3 separate regions of the Zea mays genome follow, and all the other regions are linked to region 2. A link is a contact called in public Hi-C data. All regions are on one chromosome and are shown on one strand. The core of a region is the stretch at or near the end of the contact, and the rest is flanking DNA. Distances in the headings are between cores, read along the strand shown.

What was found. A called contact is a pair of places that touch in the nucleus more often than the background predicts.
Region 1: a contact with region 2 is called in a Hi-C map of tassel, with 2.8 times the contacts expected there. The contact joins the promoter of LOC100278008 here to the promoter of LOC103637892 in region 2. A contact is called at or near these places in 2 of 25 Hi-C or Micro-C datasets (ear and tassel).
Region 3: a Hi-C map of ear shows a contact between it and region 2, with 2.4 times the contacts expected there. The contact joins the promoter of LOC100283147 here to the promoter of LOC103637892 in region 2. A contact is called at or near these places in 2 of 25 Hi-C or Micro-C datasets (ear and leaf).

The regions. Positions count from the first base shown.
Region 1 is chr9:10,304,520-10,307,563 of Zm-B73-REFERENCE-NAM-5.0, forward strand. It overlaps LOC100278008, which reads right to left and starts at 1,509. Exons shown (of 3, transcript NM_001151010.2): 1 at 1,379-1,509; 2 at 1,087-1,251; 3 at 524-961. The coding sequence starts at 1,405. The coding sequence ends at 716. LOC103637903 (putative transcription elongation factor SPT5 homolog 1) reads left to right here. Exons shown (of 22, transcript XM_008660913.3): 21 at 1-23; 22 at 99-436. The coding sequence ends at 341.
Region 2 is chr9:9,804,265-9,807,519 of Zm-B73-REFERENCE-NAM-5.0, forward strand. LOC103637892 (STOREKEEPER protein) reads right to left here and starts at 1,568. Exons shown (of 2, transcript XM_008660910.4): 1 at 333-1,568. The coding sequence starts at 1,270. The coding sequence ends at 338. It also overlaps the pseudogene LOC111589253.
Region 3 is chr9:10,129,982-10,133,259 of Zm-B73-REFERENCE-NAM-5.0, forward strand. LOC100283147 (tyrosine specific protein phosphatase family protein) reads right to left here and starts at 1,987. Exons shown (of 5, transcript NM_001156049.2): 1 at 1,547-1,987; 2 at 1,364-1,457. The coding sequence starts at 1,827.

The DNA of each region.
Region 1 (3,044 bases), core at 259-2,758, 500 kb after region 2:
GCGTGGTTAGGGAAGTACTCGGGGTACGTGTGTGGTGGACTAGAAAATTGTGTTGAGTTTCATCCAGCGCCATTGCTCATGTGCACTTCAACTTACAGGATGGATCTTGCCGGGTTGCACTTGGGTCGTCGGGCAACGGTGACGTGGTGACGGTCCTTGCGAACGAGGTCGAGGTCATCAGGCCGAAGAAGAGCGACAGGATCAAGATATTGAACGGCAATTTCCGTGGGTACACAGGAAAGCTCATAGGTATAGATGGTTCTGACGGAATAGTGAGGCTTGACGAAACATACGAAGTTAAGATCTTAGATATGGTGATTTTGGCCAAACTGGCCACTTAAGATCTTAGATGTATATGTTGTAACGTGTCCGTCATAGAACGTATTCTGTAACAATGCCCTCGTTTGCAATAAAGCTTTGCTTATTTGCACCATCATTTTCGATTTTCTGCAGCTCTTTGTTCTGCTTGAGGGACTTTTCGTTGAAACGCATGTCACAAATCGAACTATAAGTTGTAACATATGAAAAAGGAAATATCGAACTGCATTTCTATGGCGTTCTTTACTAAGGTCCTGTAACTTTTATATCCGATCTTTACACAAGAACAAAAAACTCCCTATCCCTTTTCAGTCACATAAATAAGAATAGTCAAAATGGCAAGCGTTATATTCTCGAGCAAGCAAGCGGCGAAAAGCCGTGATATCGCTCGTGGGCTTCAGTAATTCTTGGTGAGAGTCTCCCCGACGACGTCCTGCCTGCACTGCTGGAACACCTGCAGGATGTTGCGGTAGGGGCTGCTCCTGGACGACGGCGAGGCGGTGCCGGAGCGGTGGCGCTTGCTGCTCGACGGCCGCGATTCCGGGCTGAGCGCTTCGTCCGCCTCTCGCGCAGGCCGCTCCATCTCCGGCGCAGCGTCCTTCCACAGAGTCTCCAGGAACGACTCCTTCAGCGCCCCATCGACCTGATGATCAGACAAGCAAAACGACGTTTCGTCTTCAGTTGCGGCCGATGGCGGAAGCAGACCGCGCGGCGTGGGAGTCGAATCGAATCGAGGGGGGAATGGGGGATTGGAATTGAATCGCTCACCGTAAGAGGGCAGAACTCCGGCATGGGCCACGCAACGGGCCCGCCTTCGTCGGGAGGCTCCGGCAGGGGTTCCACGGGCGCCATCTCATCTTCCATCCTTGCGTCCGCGACGCCGACGCTGCCCCCGTAGACGACGGCGTCGCCTGCAGCCGCCTCGACCTTATCCTGCGCTCGCAAACAAAGATCACCCATGGTCAGCAAATACCAGGGAGGGCAACGGCGACCCTATCGATCGCGCACGCGGGGACAGACGGCCGGAAAGAGGCGAGGCCGAGGGTTCGATTCCGGGTACCATGAAGCTCGCGCTAGCCTCCACCATCCGATCCCCACCCCGCTTCGCCTCGGATTCCGAGAACGTATCGGCGCCTTGCCTTCCCCCTCCGGTCGATGCTCGAGGCGGGGAGAGGGGGTTCGAGTTTGAAATGGGGGAGAGCGCAACGGCCGCGTATATTATGGGATGGGAAATGGCCAAATGGGGGACATCTGGGAGCAGATGTGGGGATTTTGGGAAAACGCAACGGTTACTTTTTGGGCCGTGCCAGAAGGAGAAGCCCGCTCGCGGGTTTGTCGAGGTGGATCCGATTTGGGGGCCAGCCGGCCAGGTGAGGGGATCAGTGAAAAGGTGAAGGACGGAATCACGGAACCATCTAAAAATTCATATGCAAGACATAGCTATAGATTTCTAAAAATCTGGTTCTAGATATGAACGGACCATAATAACTCTAGAAATCTGGAGAATATGAGGTAGGAGATGATTCCGAATTGAATTAGATAAATCTATAGATTTTTAATCTATTCCGTTGTTGTACCAGTTTAGTTGATATTTTAGATTTTTGGCAGCAAATCTAGTTTAGAAAGCCGAACCAAACACAAATTTAATAAGTCTGCGTGTGTGTTTGTATTACTGGACTAAAGTCTAGTTTGGGATATCAGATGTTTTGATAGAAATTTAAAAGTTTAAACGTTAGCTAATTATAAAACTAATTGTTTATGTCACGAGACAAACTTATTAAGACTAATCTGTACTATACTTAAAGCATCAGTTTCAACGGTCGTCCTGTGTCAACTTTTTACAAAAAAAAGTCTATACATTTCTTCTAAATCAACTCAGCGTAAAATGTTAAAAAACGGTACAAAAGGTGGGTGGGGTTTAAACCCACACCCTGATAGAAGAATGGTGTGGGACACTGGGCGAAGCTGTCTAACCAGTAGAACATCATGCTCAGATGTTTATAATATTGAATATAAATTGTACATAATGTATATATATTTTTTTTGTAAAATAAAAAAATAATCGCGTTGGGCCACCTCATTCTCGGCAAAGGGCGTAGGAGCATGCGCCTCCTCCCCGTATTCGTCCGACACCAGCCCCGACATCGACTCACGCAATGGCTATTGCACGACCACAAGGATGTTTCACATCATGTGCGCACCATCGTTTTCGCCATCGTCGGACGTCCCGTTCGTCTTCCCGGCCTTCGCCCGGTTCTTCCTCCCCAACCTGCTGCCCCGCCCACGGTCGCAGCCGCTCGCCGACGCGGGTATGGGGCGAGTCAGTCATGCTTCTGGCCTTTCTCCGTGCGTGCCGTCGAGGAGGACATGGTGGCGCCTGCCACGCTTAGGTTATCTTGGCGATGAGGAGTACAGGTCTGAGATATTGGACAACCAAGGCCCGTAGCGTGACAACAGTCAGCATATGCTACGGAGTTGGTGGTGGTGTTGTGTCGCTTCGGCGGGTCTAGGACTGGGAAGACACTCGTATTCTCTCGCCCTTGTCGGATTGACGCCTGGTGCGGGTGCCTCTCGGTTTAGAGCTGCTCCGGCTGGGCTTATTTCTCCACTTGCGTGCTCTCTCCCTATATGTCTAGCAGTATACTACCTATGCCGTCTCCAGATGCCCATGTCTTAGTTGTGTCCTTCTTCGGCAACGAGTATGTGCGCCTCTTCGCTTCCCCTCC
Region 2 (3,255 bases), core at 318-2,817:
AAATTTCATTATTTTCTGCGCTTTGAGACAAAAATTGGCTACTATACCATTGAGGCTAGAGGAAGGAAAAGAGACTAAATTGTCAACACAATCAACCCTCATGACTTGAGTAAATCAAACAAACATGGTAATTTTAGATGACTAAATCCCACTAATTAATAGTGAATAGAGCATGCCAGTTTTCCGATGTAAGTTTAACATCATTTGCACCTTAACCGAAATGTAAACTGATGATAAACGCAAAGAAAAACAGTCTAATTAGTCCAAGCAATTGAAACAACAGAACTAAATTGATCTCTCTCACAGATCACAGAGAATGGTAAAATCTGTACCCAAGTTAAGGCCCTAGGCCTTTGATGGCATCGATGAGCAGGCCATAGACCTCCTTTTCCAGATCATGGCGGCGCATCTGCATGCGCATATCTGCCTCAAGCTGTCGCCTCCATTTGACCTCGGTGTCACTAGCCTCCTGCGACCCAAGCAGCGCCAACCCCTTCTCCAGTGACACACCTGACATGGTCTGCCCGTTCAGCCTCCAGTACTCTCCAAGCACCTCCTTAACCATAGGAAGCTTCACGGCCCCCTCCCTATTCCCGTCAATGTCGTCTGCATCGGCGGCCTCCTCGGCAGCGTTCTCTTCAGGGCGCGTGAGCTCGGCGCCCCAGAGGGCTGCGCCCAGGTCGCGCAGCCGGTGCTCGTGCGCGGTGCTGGAGTCACCCGGCACGGAGTGCTGGAACTTGCTCTTGAGGCGCTTGAGCTTGTAGTACACCTTGGCCTGGTCGAGATGCGGTGCGAGGGAGTCCCTGATGGAGTCGAACAGCTCGCCCATGTCCGGGAGGCGCGGCGCAATGCCGGTGCGGTCCTTGAAGGCGGCAGCGCCCGTGAGCAGCGCGATCTCGTCGGCCTCGCTCCAGAGCTTCTGGACGGCGCCCGCGCTGCCACGCCCCGCGCCGGACGACGGGGCCGCGGCGGCGGCGGCGGAGACCGAGGCCATGGCCGTGGCGAGCGTGGCGGAGTCCGGGAAGGAGCGCGGCTTGGGCTTGCGGTCGCTCTTGCGGGAGGGCGCGGCGGAGGCGTGGTCCGCGGAGCCCTCGCGGCGGGAGCTAGGGTTAGGGTTCGGGGAGCGGCGGCGGCCGCGGGACTTGGAGCGGGAGGTGCGCTTCTTGGAGCGCGGGGTGGAGGGACGGAGGCGCGCGGTGGCGGCGGCGGCGGCGGCGGTGGCGGAGGCGGCTTCGTCCATGGCGTGCGGGGACGGCCGCTTGGAGGGCATCGGCGGCGCGGGGGGGCGAGGGCTCGGGAGGCGGGCGATTCGAATTTCGGCAGGGCTCGGGACGGGAAGGGGATCGGGAAGCCGAGGCGGAAGGGGAAGAGGAGTCCGGTGGGCAGCGGCGCAGGTTGCAGCACTCCGGACGGAGTCGGGGCTCGGGAAGGGAGCGGCGGCGCGCGGCGTGGCGCGCGTGGCGAGTACTCGAGTTGCGGCGGGCCGGTTGACAAGCTGCGAACCTGACAAGTGACAACGGTACGGTTTCTTCGTGCGTTTCGTCGCGGCAGCTCCGTCGGCATGCCCCCGTGTCGCTCGCGCTGTTCCACTTCCAAAGCCTGCGCTCCGAGCGTGACGTCACTCGCACGGCGCGGTGGCTCACCCTGCCGCTGCTGCAGGCTGCTGATCGATCGAACGCCTGCTCTGGATTTTTGACATGTGTCTACCTGTTAATGATCGATGTGTTGTTTTTTTATGATCGGTATGTATGTGATTGAAGCAGATAAAAAAGAGCTTAAGCTAGTTTGAAAACCACATTTTTCCAAGGGTTTTCATTTTTCTCAAGTAAAATTAGTTCAATTTCTTTGAGAAATTTGAAATTCCACGTAAAAATGGGGTTGTTAAACTAGCCCTAAGTCAGTCTACGCTTTTAACGGCATCTGCAATTTAAGATGTACTAGTTGGTAAACACCGGCAGCCAGCAGCAGGCCTGCTCTGAGCTCTGGAGTCCATGGTGACCAGATTCTGAATCATGAGTTCATGACTTAAGTGGCCGTTGCGACTTTGAGGTGCGCTGGACTGGACTGGACTTGCTCGACTGAGGGAATGGAGCCGTGCATTTGCGAGGCGAAAATATCACATGGTCGTGGTCTGCCTCTGAGGGGAACGGAGTTTCCCATCGCTTTGGGACTGGAAAATATCGCGAATCCTGGGGAAAAAAAATATTTGTGTCCACCTCCCTCTCACCCGTCGCGCGCAGAGCCAAACCAACGACTACACCATCGATGTCGGCCGCCGAACCGGAAGCCCATGCGGCCTCCGACGGCTTTGACCGGCGGCGGCGCGAGCTGCAAGCGTTCGACGACACCAAGGCGGGCGTGAAGGGGCTCGTGGACGCCGGCGTCACGGCCATTACGGCCATCTTCCGCCACCGGCCCGCCGGAGTCCCTGGAGGCGACGACCTCGTGCCCGCCGCCGTCCCCCACCGGCGAGGCCGCCGGCATCATCCCGGTCATCGACCTCGCGGCTGCGCCGCGACAAGAGGTGGCCGCGCGGGTGAGGCGCGCGGCCGAGACCGCGGGGTTCTTCCAGGTGGTCAACCACGGCGTGCCGCGGGAGCTCATGGCCGCCGCGCTCGCCGGGGTGAGGCGGTTCAACGAGCAGCAGGCGGAGGCGAAGCGCCGCTTCTACACCAGGGACACCGCGCGCAAGGTGAGGTTCACCTCCAACTACGACCTCTTCCAGTCGGCGGCCGCCAGCTGGCGCGACACCCTCTTCTGCGAGCTGGCGCCCGACCCGCCGCGCCCGGAAGAGCTGCCCGAGGCTGTCAGGTACCGAGTTTCTGATCCGTGCTCCATACTACCGCGATATATACTGTATACTTCACGAGTCACGACTCACGACCGACTGATCGGGTGAAAGGGGCGCGATGCTGGAGTACGGCGACGCGGCGACGGAGCTGGCGCTGCGGGTGTTGGAGCTCCTGTCGGAGTCCCTCGGCCTGCCCAGCGACCACCTGCGCGAGATGGGCTGCGCGCGGAGCCTCAACGTGGCGAGCCACTACTACCCGCCGTGCCCGGAGCCGCACCTCACCCTCGGCACTAGCAGGCACGCCGACGCCACCTTCCTCACCGTCCTCCTGCAGGACGCCATGGGCGGTTTGCAGGTGCTCCTCGACCGCGGCGGCTGGGTGGACGTCCCTCCCCTGCCCGGCGCTCTGATCGTCAACATCGGCGACATTCTTCAGGCCCACACACACACTCTCTCTCCACATC
Region 3 (3,278 bases), core at 737-3,236, 330 kb after region 2:
AGGCACCGTCAAAAGAGGTAAACAACAATCCACCTTCTACGACACTTTTTTGTCGTGCATTCACTATCCTCAAACGTCATTGCTGAAGTTACAAGAATATCTTGCAGCTTTTCTCACGAACTCACAAAAATAAATCGGTACATTTCTAAATAAAATCGTGTATGCTGTTTGGCACGACCATTAGCACTCAGATATCTACAGTCAGTTTTGAACCTCTGGGCGGTGGCAACATAGTGATCCCATGACAGATTAGGCTGCCAAACACAGGGAATAGCTCAAAGTGCTGAAACAACGAAATGACTGACGGGTTTTAGATTGCAAAAATATGACAAAGTTTCCAAGTTCAGTGTAACTGTGGCTGTCAGCACAAACACACAATCAAAAGAAACATCACAAACTGGAGAAAAGAAACAAATATTTTGACGGCAAGAATTGCTTGTTTCCTCTGGAACCAATAAAACTGCCCATAAAAAGAAATCTAGCAAACATTTAGGAAGTACTCCCTCTGCTCCAAAATAAAAATTGTTTTGCCATTTTAGTTGATTCATATAATATTTGTGTCCTTTATATGTGTCTATATTAGTATATTTATTATTATCTAGTTGAATATAGACATAAAAATACAGAGCTAAAATGAATACTGTTTTGGAACAGAGGGAATACAAGATACAAAAAGTAGAACACGATGGGAGTTCTAAAAAGAAATATTGATCTGAATAACTCAAAGTCATTGCATGCTTTGCCTATTCTGCAGAAACAGCGAAAGATCACCATAGCATGAAACCAAAAATAAGAAGAAAAAAATCACAAAAGGAAACGAAAAGAAATAGAAATAAAGGCAACACATGGAGAGCTCCAAGCCAAAAGCGGTGATGCGTACACGCTGGTAGTGGACTAGTGGTAGGCTTGAATTCATAGGAACCCAACAAATAAAAAAACACTTGAGAATATCGGGAAAAGAGTCAGCAGCACAGCTGGCTTGATTAATCAAAGCAATGCTGAAAGGGACCACCACCGATTCACCGTGAATTTTGAAAATTCTCCAGATAACACTGCCTGCCTACGTGAAGAGGATTTATGGCCCCTTTCACGCAAGTCGGTTACAATAACAAATACTCCAATTTTCTTTGAAGTAGAAGTGCAGCAAATACTACTTAAATTAGGATACACAACACGACATATGATCAACAACGTCGGCTCGGGGCAAACAAGCCGTGCATCATGATTGTTACCTAAAGCAAACCATAATTTAATCTCTCCAGAGTAATTATACGCCTCCATGAACCATCGCTAACCGACCGCAAAGCAGCAGAAGATTTCGTTGAAAACACGTGGCCCGATTGTTAATTGATTTAGGATTTACCTTGCGCCCCTCGATTCCGAACTGGTGGAGCCTGATCCCATTCTTTTCTAGGAACTCCGTGTTCGTCCCCGGGTACGGCTCCGGGCACAGGTACCTGGCGCGCTGGAACGGTTCAGAGCGCCGCACGAGCACAGTGATTCGAGAGACGGCGCCGGCATGGGAGAGAGCGAAAGAGACGCTTACACGATGGAGCGGAGGTTGAGGGACTTGAGGAACCGGAAGTTGGCGGTCCCTGGGAATCCGGAGCGGAAGATGCCGTCGTCGACCACGGCGAAGTTGAGCGGCGGCACGAGCGCCGCCTCGTCGAACGCTGGCGGCGGCGGCGGGAGCGACGGGGGCAAGGGGCAGATCCTTGGCGGCTTCTCGTGCTTCCACAGGTCCAGGCCGCTCATCTCCATGGCCTCCTCCCTCTGCTGCGCCTCCAGCACCCGCTGTTTGGGCTTGGGCATGACCTCCAGCTTCATGGCCGCGGGGCGGTGAGGGAAGGGCCCTAAAACCGAGGCACGGCGCGCGGGTGGGTGGTTTCTTTGTGGGCAATTTGGCCGTTATTTATAGGGAAGAAGGCGAAAAACAAAAGGTAGCATGAGAGGTTTTTGCCTAGAAAATATCGTGTGCAATCAGGTTGATGTTTAATCATCTAGTAGATCCAATTACAACTAAGGGCTCTTTTGGCGCGACTCTTTGAACGACTCTAGCTCGGACTTATCATAAAGCCCTACCTAATGGTAAAATATTCGGTTTCTCGTCGAAAGCCCTTGAAAAAGTAGAGTCGTTTTTGTGTTGAAAGATAGAGCACAAAAACATGGCTTCTATTTAGGGTGGAAACGAGCCAAGCCAATCTCGACTCGGATCGTTGCGGCTCGGCCATGTAACGAGTTGAGCTCGGTCTAACAAGCCTGAAAAGTTGGCTCATGAGTCGGCTCGCCGAGCCAACGAGCTTGGCCATAAGCATAAACTTACATCCAAATTATAATATAAAATTTCAAAATTAATTTAAATAACATATTTTAAATTAGTATTGATTTCGCACATATCAGATACTCATCGGGTAACGAGTATGGACAATAGATATCCATACGCGCGAAAAAATATTTGTGAATATTTTATTATATTCATACTCATATCTATAGATAATAAATTCTATCATATCTGTATCCGATGGATAATTACTTGTGGATATTTATCCATACACGTACTCACTCCCATCCCTAATTTTGAGAGTGAAAGGGGGGTGGTGATTTGATTATGGAGCACGTAATGTTATGAAATATTATGGAGCAATGAACTATATGAATGTTTTTATGGTCGACATATGTTTCATGGACTAAGAATTGAATTTATATTCCTGCTGAATTAGTGACCACAGGAAATATCATACCCCCACAAATAGTCCCCATATCACCTTGATAGAAGCGTCCACGGGAAAGAGGCCCACATAACCTATAACTAATATACAGTATATACATAGGACCGGTATGAACAGATATTCGCGCTGCAGCTTCAGTGATTTGTGACGGAAAAACAACACGGTTCGAATATTGCGGCTGGAAGGTCGCCGATGGTCCTTATCGACCGTTACGGTAGTTATCCACTGTCTCATAATCTATACTATATTTAAAGTATCAGTTTAAACAGTCGTTCCACGTCATCTTTTTACAAATAACCCCTCACAGCTATTTCAAATTAATCCGTTGCACGACTATAGATGGTCAAACGGCGGTCTAACTAAGTGTGTGTTTGGCATGGCTCTGCTCCACCCCAGAGCAGCTGTACTCCAAAACTCCGGGTGGAGCAGCTCTGCACCAGAGTTTAGATTGTTTCTAATAATCGGTGGCAATGGGGGGTAAATAACTCCAAACTTCATGTCTAGGTTGCTTTTTTGGAGTTTCCAGAGTAGCAAAATAGGTACTCCAAA